2 separate regions of the Gossypium arboreum genome follow, and region 1 is linked to region 2. Evidence: chromatin contacts called from public Hi-C data. All regions are on one chromosome and are shown on one strand. The core of a region is the stretch at or near the end of the contact, and the rest is flanking DNA. Distances in the headings are between cores, read along the strand shown.

Evidence for each region. A called contact is a pair of places that touch in the nucleus more often than the background predicts.
Region 1: a contact with region 2 is called in a Hi-C map of leaf, with 4 times the contacts expected there. The contact joins the promoter of LOC108454353 here to the promoter of LOC108455595 in region 2. A contact is called at or near these places in 2 of 5 Hi-C or Micro-C datasets (both in leaf).

The regions. Positions count from the first base shown.
Region 1 is chr3:91,361,299-91,365,664 of ASM2569848v2, reverse strand. It overlaps LOC108454353 (protein BRASSINAZOLE-RESISTANT 1-like), which reads left to right and starts at 3,010. Exons shown (of 2, transcript XM_017752785.2): 1 at 3,010-3,470; 2 at 3,745-4,366. The coding sequence starts at 3,231.
Region 2 is chr3:91,109,789-91,113,719 of ASM2569848v2, reverse strand. LOC108455595 reads left to right here and starts at 2,494. Exons shown (of 6, transcript XM_017754142.2): 1 at 2,494-3,006. The coding sequence starts at 2,803.

The sequences.
Region 1 (4,366 bases), core at 1,761-4,260, 250 kb before region 2:
AAGTTTATATTAGATCTTATTTTTACTGTTCTAACACTTAAAGCTTCGAATTGTAATTAAGAGGACATTTCTTATTCTAAACAAAAGATTCTCATATTAGCATCATTTCAATATAGCATAAAAAAATAATGTTGGATCATATTAGTTTGTTGCATACTTCATAATTTCATTTGTAAGTGGAATTGATATGATCCATACTTAGAAGAGAACATAAAAAAAAGGAGATCTTAATAATTTTAATGATATTTCAAATTTAGAGGATGATAAAGAGTACTGTTAAATGCTAAAGAGGAATGACCCAATGAATATGAAATGCTAGAGCAATTAGATAATTTTACATATGATTTTATTGCTTTTATTATTTTTATTAATAATCGTATTTTGACTACTTTCTTGAATTAACATATTACATATATGATTTGATTTCAATTTTAATTACTTGTTTAGAATTTTTGTTGTTGTATTTATATATTTTTAAAATATAAATTATGTAACAGCGTAATTACAATTTGTAGTACCAAATATGACATAGAGAATTACGATGTAATTACATTTTGTCAACCAATCATATCTAAAAATTACACTTACATTCATTTACTTTGTGTTTCCAAACAGACCTTAAATCTTATAAATATGTTGTGCTATTATATTTATATTAAGTTTATCTGTAAATATATCAAACACTGTTTATCTCAATAAAGTTGTCACATTTTAACTTTTAATCAATTTTTGACTGATTATTTTTTAAAATTTTATTATTACTAAAAAATTATAAAATATTGTAATACCCCAAACCCGGCCTAGACGTTATGGCTGAATCCGAAGACGTCACAAAGAATGGGTTTTGAAAATTGAGTTGTTTCGATAAACCATTAAACTTTTATAACTCGTATTCATTCATAATTATTACTGAAAACGTCATTTAATTAGTTCATTTGTCAAACACAATTTACAGCGAAAGTTTAATAAAACCGATACATTTTGAAAATCTCATTTGTATTTTAGAAAACCTTTATTTGCGTAAAACCGTCGTTTTCATAAAACAATTTGTCAAAGCATGCAAATTATCAAACAAACAAAACCAAATTCAACAGTTAGAAACCATACAGTCCAAGGTCCCAGGAATTACAAACTCTCAATTAAGTCTGAAATTTAAATAAAAACCATAATTACTAAGTATGATCAGTTCTCAGACGAGTGGTCACCACTGAGTCTCCGCTGCACTGATCCACCTAAGTCTATGGATTACCTGAACAGAACAGACAAACAGAAGTGAGTTTTCGTAAAATCAGTGTGTATTCCAACAGAAATAGGCAGGCAAAACATTCAGAAATCTCATGCTCAGTCAGATACAAATACAGACTTTTGTCCAATTCAGATACAGATAACAGATACAGATACACAGAATCCTACCCCCATCCTTTTCACACCAACTTCATACATCCCAACACACCATGTGGGGTTAAAAACACCCACCCATCCGTACACAATATCGTGCCATTACGACACATATCAGATAATATGTAGTCATGCTGCCAGAATATGGGCAATGATCGCCATACATAACACTTCCTCCACAAATACAAATCCCACCCCAAAAACAGTTACAGAAAACAGATACAGAAATTACAGATTAGACATGCTCCACATGCTTATATACAGATAACAAACATACATTACATGCTTATATACAGATAATAAATATACATTTAGTATCCTACTCGATCGATCTATCATAATATATAGCATGAAAAATAAAAGGACTAAATTACTACAGATATAAATGATACTTGTACTTTTCTTTATATGAAAAGATAATGTCTAAATTTCAGTTTTAATTCTCTACTCTTTTGAGATTATATAAGAATGATTAAAATTTAGTTTTGATCCCTATTTTTGCTCAAATTTAAAATCTAATCTTTATACTTTAATTTTGACATAATTTAGTACCTTGATCCTTATAATATTTTTTGTGACTCTAAATATTTTATTATGATTAAAATCCTTTTCTGAAATTTTAAGAATTGTAACACTATTAAATTTAGATACATTACAATGTCATTTTTGTTACATAGATACTAAATGAGTAACTTTTTTAATTTCAAAATGTCATAATAACAAATTTAATAAAAGAATTATAACAATGTTAACAAATAAACTTATTTTTTTATTTTGAAAAATAGAGACTAAATTCCTAGAAATAAAATTATGAAAATTAAATTTCAAATATAATAAGAATACATATTATAATATTTACATCTTTACTTTATAATTTAGCCAATAAATAACATACTAAAACCTATAAATAAAAGGACCTTCCTCATGAAGACAAGTGTCACACGCCCCACCAACTTCTTTTCTTTTTCCTTTTCATTTTATGAAAGATAGTTAATTTTAATTTTCGTGTTTGCTTAAATTTAATATTTAATTATTATTCTTTAATTTTTATCCTAATATTATTTAGTTATATATAATTTGAAGACGGATTTTTACATTCATAAAATTAAACGATTAGATTTTTGAAAATAAAAGTTGGAGGGTTAAATTCTAAGTATACTAAGTGTAGAGGTTTAGAGTCACAATTGTGTTAAACTAATTGAACCAGTCGGGATATCAGTTTGGAAAGAGACATCAAACTGATTGACCCACAAATTGGTATAAACCGATAAAATTAGGCTAAAAATTAAGTTGAATTAATTTTTTTTTATGTTTTTCAGTGATGTATTTAATCGAAGCATACGAAGTAGTGGTTCTAAAAATTTTGGTTAGAGAATATTTAATTTTCAAATTTTAATTAATTAAAAAGCTTGAAATAGATGAGGTTAAAGCATATAAAATAAATATTGATTAAAAAGATATATGTATCCTTACTTGGTGAAATAGAGACAAGGCCTGATTCATTGTGGGTTGCATTTGTCTTTGAGCCCAACACACACCTCTCTGAGTGAATGAATTCTTTTCTATTTTGTAAAACGGGCTTGGATCTGATGCGCTCCATCACCATTTATAGACTGTGAAATGTAATTTCCCTCCCCTTTTCATCGTTTCATTTGGGTCTGAAACCGAGACACCCAAAGATTCTTTCTTCTTTTAACGTTTTTTTTTTTGTTTCCACCCAAGCTAAAGCGTATTCCTCGTGACTCGTGATCTTCTCCACTTCTTCCTTCTTTTTCTTTGTTTGGTGTTATAATCCTCTACAACGCACCTTCACGCCGGAGAGAGAGGGAGAGATGACATCGGATGGGGCGACGTCGACGCCGGCTCCAAGGAGGAAACCGTCGTGGAGGGAGAGGGAGAATAACAGGAGGAGAGAAAGGAGGAGAAGAGCCATTGCTGCTAAGATTTATACTGGCCTTAGAGCTCAAGGGAACTACAATTTGCCCAAGCACTGTGATAACAATGAGGTCCTCAAGGCTCTTTGTTCCGAGGCTGGTTGGGTCGTAGAAGATGATGGCACTACTTATCGCAAGGTTTCGTACTTACCCTTCTCTTCTTTTCACAATCTTAGATCTCTGTGAAAGAAACTGCATTCTTTTTTATAACTTCAATGCTCATTTGTTTGTGCTAATTCATGTTGGATCTAGTTCTTTTTTCTTTTTCTTTATTTTTTTTAAATTGCTTTCCGGGCTTTTTCCTTTCCCTTGATCTGTTCGGTTTCAGTTTGATATTGATTTTGAGTTTGTTGAGTTGGGAGTTTTTATGGTGCTGATAAATTCTGGGTTTTAATTGAAATTGTTTGTTCAGGGATGTAAGCCACCTCCAATAGATATAGGTGGAAGTTCAAGTAAGATTACCCTATTTTCATCCCAAAATCCAAGTCCATTATCATCTGCATTTCCAAGTCCAATTCCTTCATGTCAAGTCAGTCCTTCCTCCTCTTCCTACCCTAGTCCCACTAGGTTTGATGCTAATAACCCCTCTACTCTCCTTCCCTTCCTTCGAAACGCCATTCCTTCATCTCTGCCTCCACTCAGAATCTCAAACAGTGCCCCTGTTACACCCCCACTTTCATCTCCTACCTCAAGAAATCCTAAGCCCCTTCCCAACTGGGAAACCATCGCAAAGGAATCCATGGCCTCTTTTAACTACCCTTTTTATGCTGTTTCTGCCCCAGCTAGTCCTACCCACCGTCATTTTCATGCCCCGGCTACTATACCGGAATGTGATGAATCCGATACATCTACGGTTGAATCTGGACAATGGATAAGCTTTCAAAAGTTTGCACCTTCTACATCTCAAGTGCCGACTTCTCCAACTTTTTTTAAACTTGTGAAACCTTTGCCTCCCCAAAATTTGCATAATGATTTGGGCGTAAAAGATAAAGGAAGAGGTGCAGAGTTTGAGTTTGAGAGTGGACAGGTGAAAC
Region 2 (3,931 bases), core at 1,245-3,744:
TATGTTATCGAAAACTTTCATATTGTATAACTTTCTTCTTATATTTAGTCTTTAGTTTTTCTCTTTTCTTAGACTTTAGGTTTATTTTGGTTTTGTTATTTGTTCTTGTGGAAGAAACCAGATTTGTGAAGCATAATCAAACTCTGTTAGGATTCTGCACTCAATTCTAATTCAAATCAGGTTTTTTTAAACTTTATACTCTTGAATTACTATTCATGTTTACTCTTTCTATCAAGTTTATATTATTTATGAGATCCATGAGGAACTAATCCTCTCATGGGGACTATCGAGTGGAAGTGTGATTAATTAATTATTTTGTAGGGTTCTCTTAGCGGATCAACTGTTCAAGAAAGGAAGAACCTAAACCTTAAGCCTAACAACTCTAAGCCTAACAACCCTAAGAAGTCATTAAGATGGGAATTAACCCAAATTTAGTATGGCCTATCTGTGAACGCCTTAACCCTGAACTGGTCTAGATTGTGAGGTCAAATGATAAGTAGTTCTTGTCGACTCGTTAATTTAGTGGAAGATTGAAAGATTCTGCCGGGATATCGGCTAGTTGATTGAACAAGGAAACCCGAAGCAACAGTTGGTTATGATTACTGAAGCGAGCTAATTACCCATGCCCAGATCTGATATATTCTATTATTTTATTTCTCGTACTTTATTTATTTATTTATTTTTCTTTCTTCATTATTATTAGTATAGATCACCAAAACCTTTCTTTTTATCTCATCGTAATATAAATCATTTAAAGTACTAATTAGATCTATTTATGCTTAGGTTAGAATTAATTTAGTGCCAGCCTCCTTTGGGTACAATCCTTGGAGTACTCATCTATTCCTTTGTTACTATATTACAACCTGACCCGTATACTTCTAGATACCGCCTTTTCATATATTTTGTGCAAGATTTCTACTCTAGATGTTGGTACGTCCAAAAGCAGTCAATGACTTCGAGTGAATTGAAAGAATTGAAATCTCAACTCCAAGAACTTTTAGATTAGGGATTTATTCGACTAACTGTGTCACCTTGGGGGGCTCCAATGTTGTTTGTGAAAAAGAAAGCTTTGAGATTATGTATCGACTATCGACATTTGAATAAAGTCACCATAAAGAATAAGTATCCGCTACCTCATTTGACGATTTGTTTGATCAACTGAAGGGAACAACCTTATTTTCTAAGATGGATCTTTGGTCAATATATTATTAAGAAAGGACGAGGTCCCAGGCATTGAGTTAGTATCCAAGTTCTAGTTACATCACACACAATTGTGTAAGTGGAAGTTTTTGAATCATTTACAATTCTTTATTTGTCTCTGCATTATAATGATTTGATTCTAGTTTATAGTTTCCCAAACATTTATTTATACTTGTAATTATATTCTATTATGCCATAAAAGACATTTTGCAAACCTTGAACAATTGGAAAAGGTAGAGGCCTTAGGTCTTGAATACCCAAATTCGAGTCCCATTATGTGCAATTATATGCATGGGTTTCTGTGTCCCATCCTGTGCGGTTGCCATGTGCAGATTTTAGTTCAACTCATTGGCTTTAGTTTGGATTGTATCAGTTCTTAGTTCGTTTGTATTATAATAATTTGATTCTTTCTTATGACAACTTGGACAATTTATTTGTGCTATAATAATTTGATATTTGTGATTACTTGGACATGTATTTATATTGTATTTTGTACATCTATACTATATTTAAGCATTATACTAAATTGGTGTTACCTTAATTGGGTCACCAACTTAGTTATGAAATTACATAAATACTCCTTTTAAATTATAATTAATATTATTATGATGACATTTTATCTTCTCATATTTTGGTACCATCTTTAAATAAAAGAGTTAAAATTAAAAATTCAAATATTAAACACGATATAATAATATTCAAATATAAATTTATTATTGCTTCACCTATATTGATTTAATATATAATATTTTTAAAAGAAAATAATTTTAATATAGAATTTTTTCTATCGCGTGTGACAAAATCTAATATTTATATTATATACTTTAATTGTATTTATAACACTTATAAAAATTAAAAAACATTAAAAAATTTTCAATAGCATGAAAAGGAAAGAAAAATATATTAAAATAATTTTAGTGACGTTCAATAAAAAATAATTTTAGAAGAAAATTTTGTACTATTATCATGTGTTTCCCATGACCAAAAGTATTTTCAAAAGTTTTTCTTAATTAATTCCTTCTTCCACGAGACATCTTAAAATTCGACCTAGATTAGAAATTTGATGGAAGGGCAATGAGGCCATTTTTCCATACCCACGTACTCCATTTTACTGCTAGTCAAACGGTCAACCCCCACAAAATAAAACCGCTCCTTGAAGAAAAAACCGCTAGTGGCGTTTTAGAAAATTTTCTCTACCTCACTGTAACGCATGATTGATGAGAAAACTATAACATCCTTACGTGGCATTCCTTAATTGGTCCATTTCGGTTTGTCGGGATTCCTAGCGACACCAACCAATAAACAAAAACCAGTAACTCGTCTTTCTCTCACTAGAAAATGCTCTGTTTTTTCTTGTTTTCTTTCCCTCTCCGAATTGTGTTTTCTCTCTCTCTCTCTCTCTCTCTCTCTATTTCTTCTCCACAAAAATCCCATATTTTTTTCTTAATCTCTCTCCTTTGCTTACGATAATAACATATACGTATTCACTAATGCATGATCTTCCGATCCAATGTAATTTTGATCCTTAGCTTTGAATTTTTTACCGAGTTTGACCCACCTGATTGACTCACTGAGTTGGGGCTTCTTTTTGTTGGAGAAACTATGTTGGAGGCAATGGAGAGTTCCGTCAATGGCGGGGGTTTCTCGCAGTTTCAGAGCTGCGGAGACAGTAGTGAAGAAGAGCTCTCGGTTCTGCCACGTCATACTAAGGTGGTTGTCACCGGGAATAACCGTACTAAATCTGTGCTCGTTGGTCTTCAAGGCGTGGTCAAGAAGGCTGTTGGACTTGGCGGGTGGCATTGGCTGGTAACTCTTTGTTTTTTTTTTTTTCAGTTTTGGTGGAAAATGGGTTCTGCTGCTTGATCTGGAAATTGGTTCCTCTTGATTTTTTTCTTTATAATGTTGATTTTTTTTTTCAAGATCAAGTCAATTTAATTTTGAAATTTTAAGGTAATGTGGATTCAATTCGAAGTTTTTATTTTTATGATTAAATGTTTGCTAGTAAAGCTTTTGGTTCACTACATGAATTCATATCTTTTTGGGTGATTTTGCATTAAATAATCTCTCTAAAACAATTAAATGTCCTGTTTTATAAGTTTTTTTTTGAATAAAACTGCAAATTTTAAACAATCTCTCTATATTTGCTTGAATTTGATCGGTATCATTATATCAAATAAAAACAATGACATTTTACCTCTCACAAAATACAAATTTGAGGTTTTGGATGTGGGTTTTGATTGCATGTAAGTGTTCGTCCCTGGATCTGGAATTTTTAATTATTTTACCTAATGTATGATGCTATTCTGGATTGTTACAATGGATTTTTATTTTTCTGGATTTTTAGTCAATTTTTTAATGTTTGCAATCTACTCTAAATCGTTGCTAATCGTTTCCATTTCTTTCCTGTTGAAATTTGTTAAGAAATTTATCATTATGCATGATTGGGCTATTCTTTTGATATTGTTGGAATTGATTTTATAACATTTCTCAATAATAATAATAATAATAATAATAATAATAATAATAATAATAATAATAAAACCCATATTTTATTTTCTGGGTTTTGATGTTGTTTCTGCTGGGATATCGATCTCTCCATACTTCTTTTTTTGATGTTCATCAGCTATTCAAAACTTGCAATCATTTCCACACTTGACTTTGCGTTCTTGGTTTTTGAGAAGATCCCACTTATTATTATTATTATTCATTGTTTTTCCCATTATTTGTAACT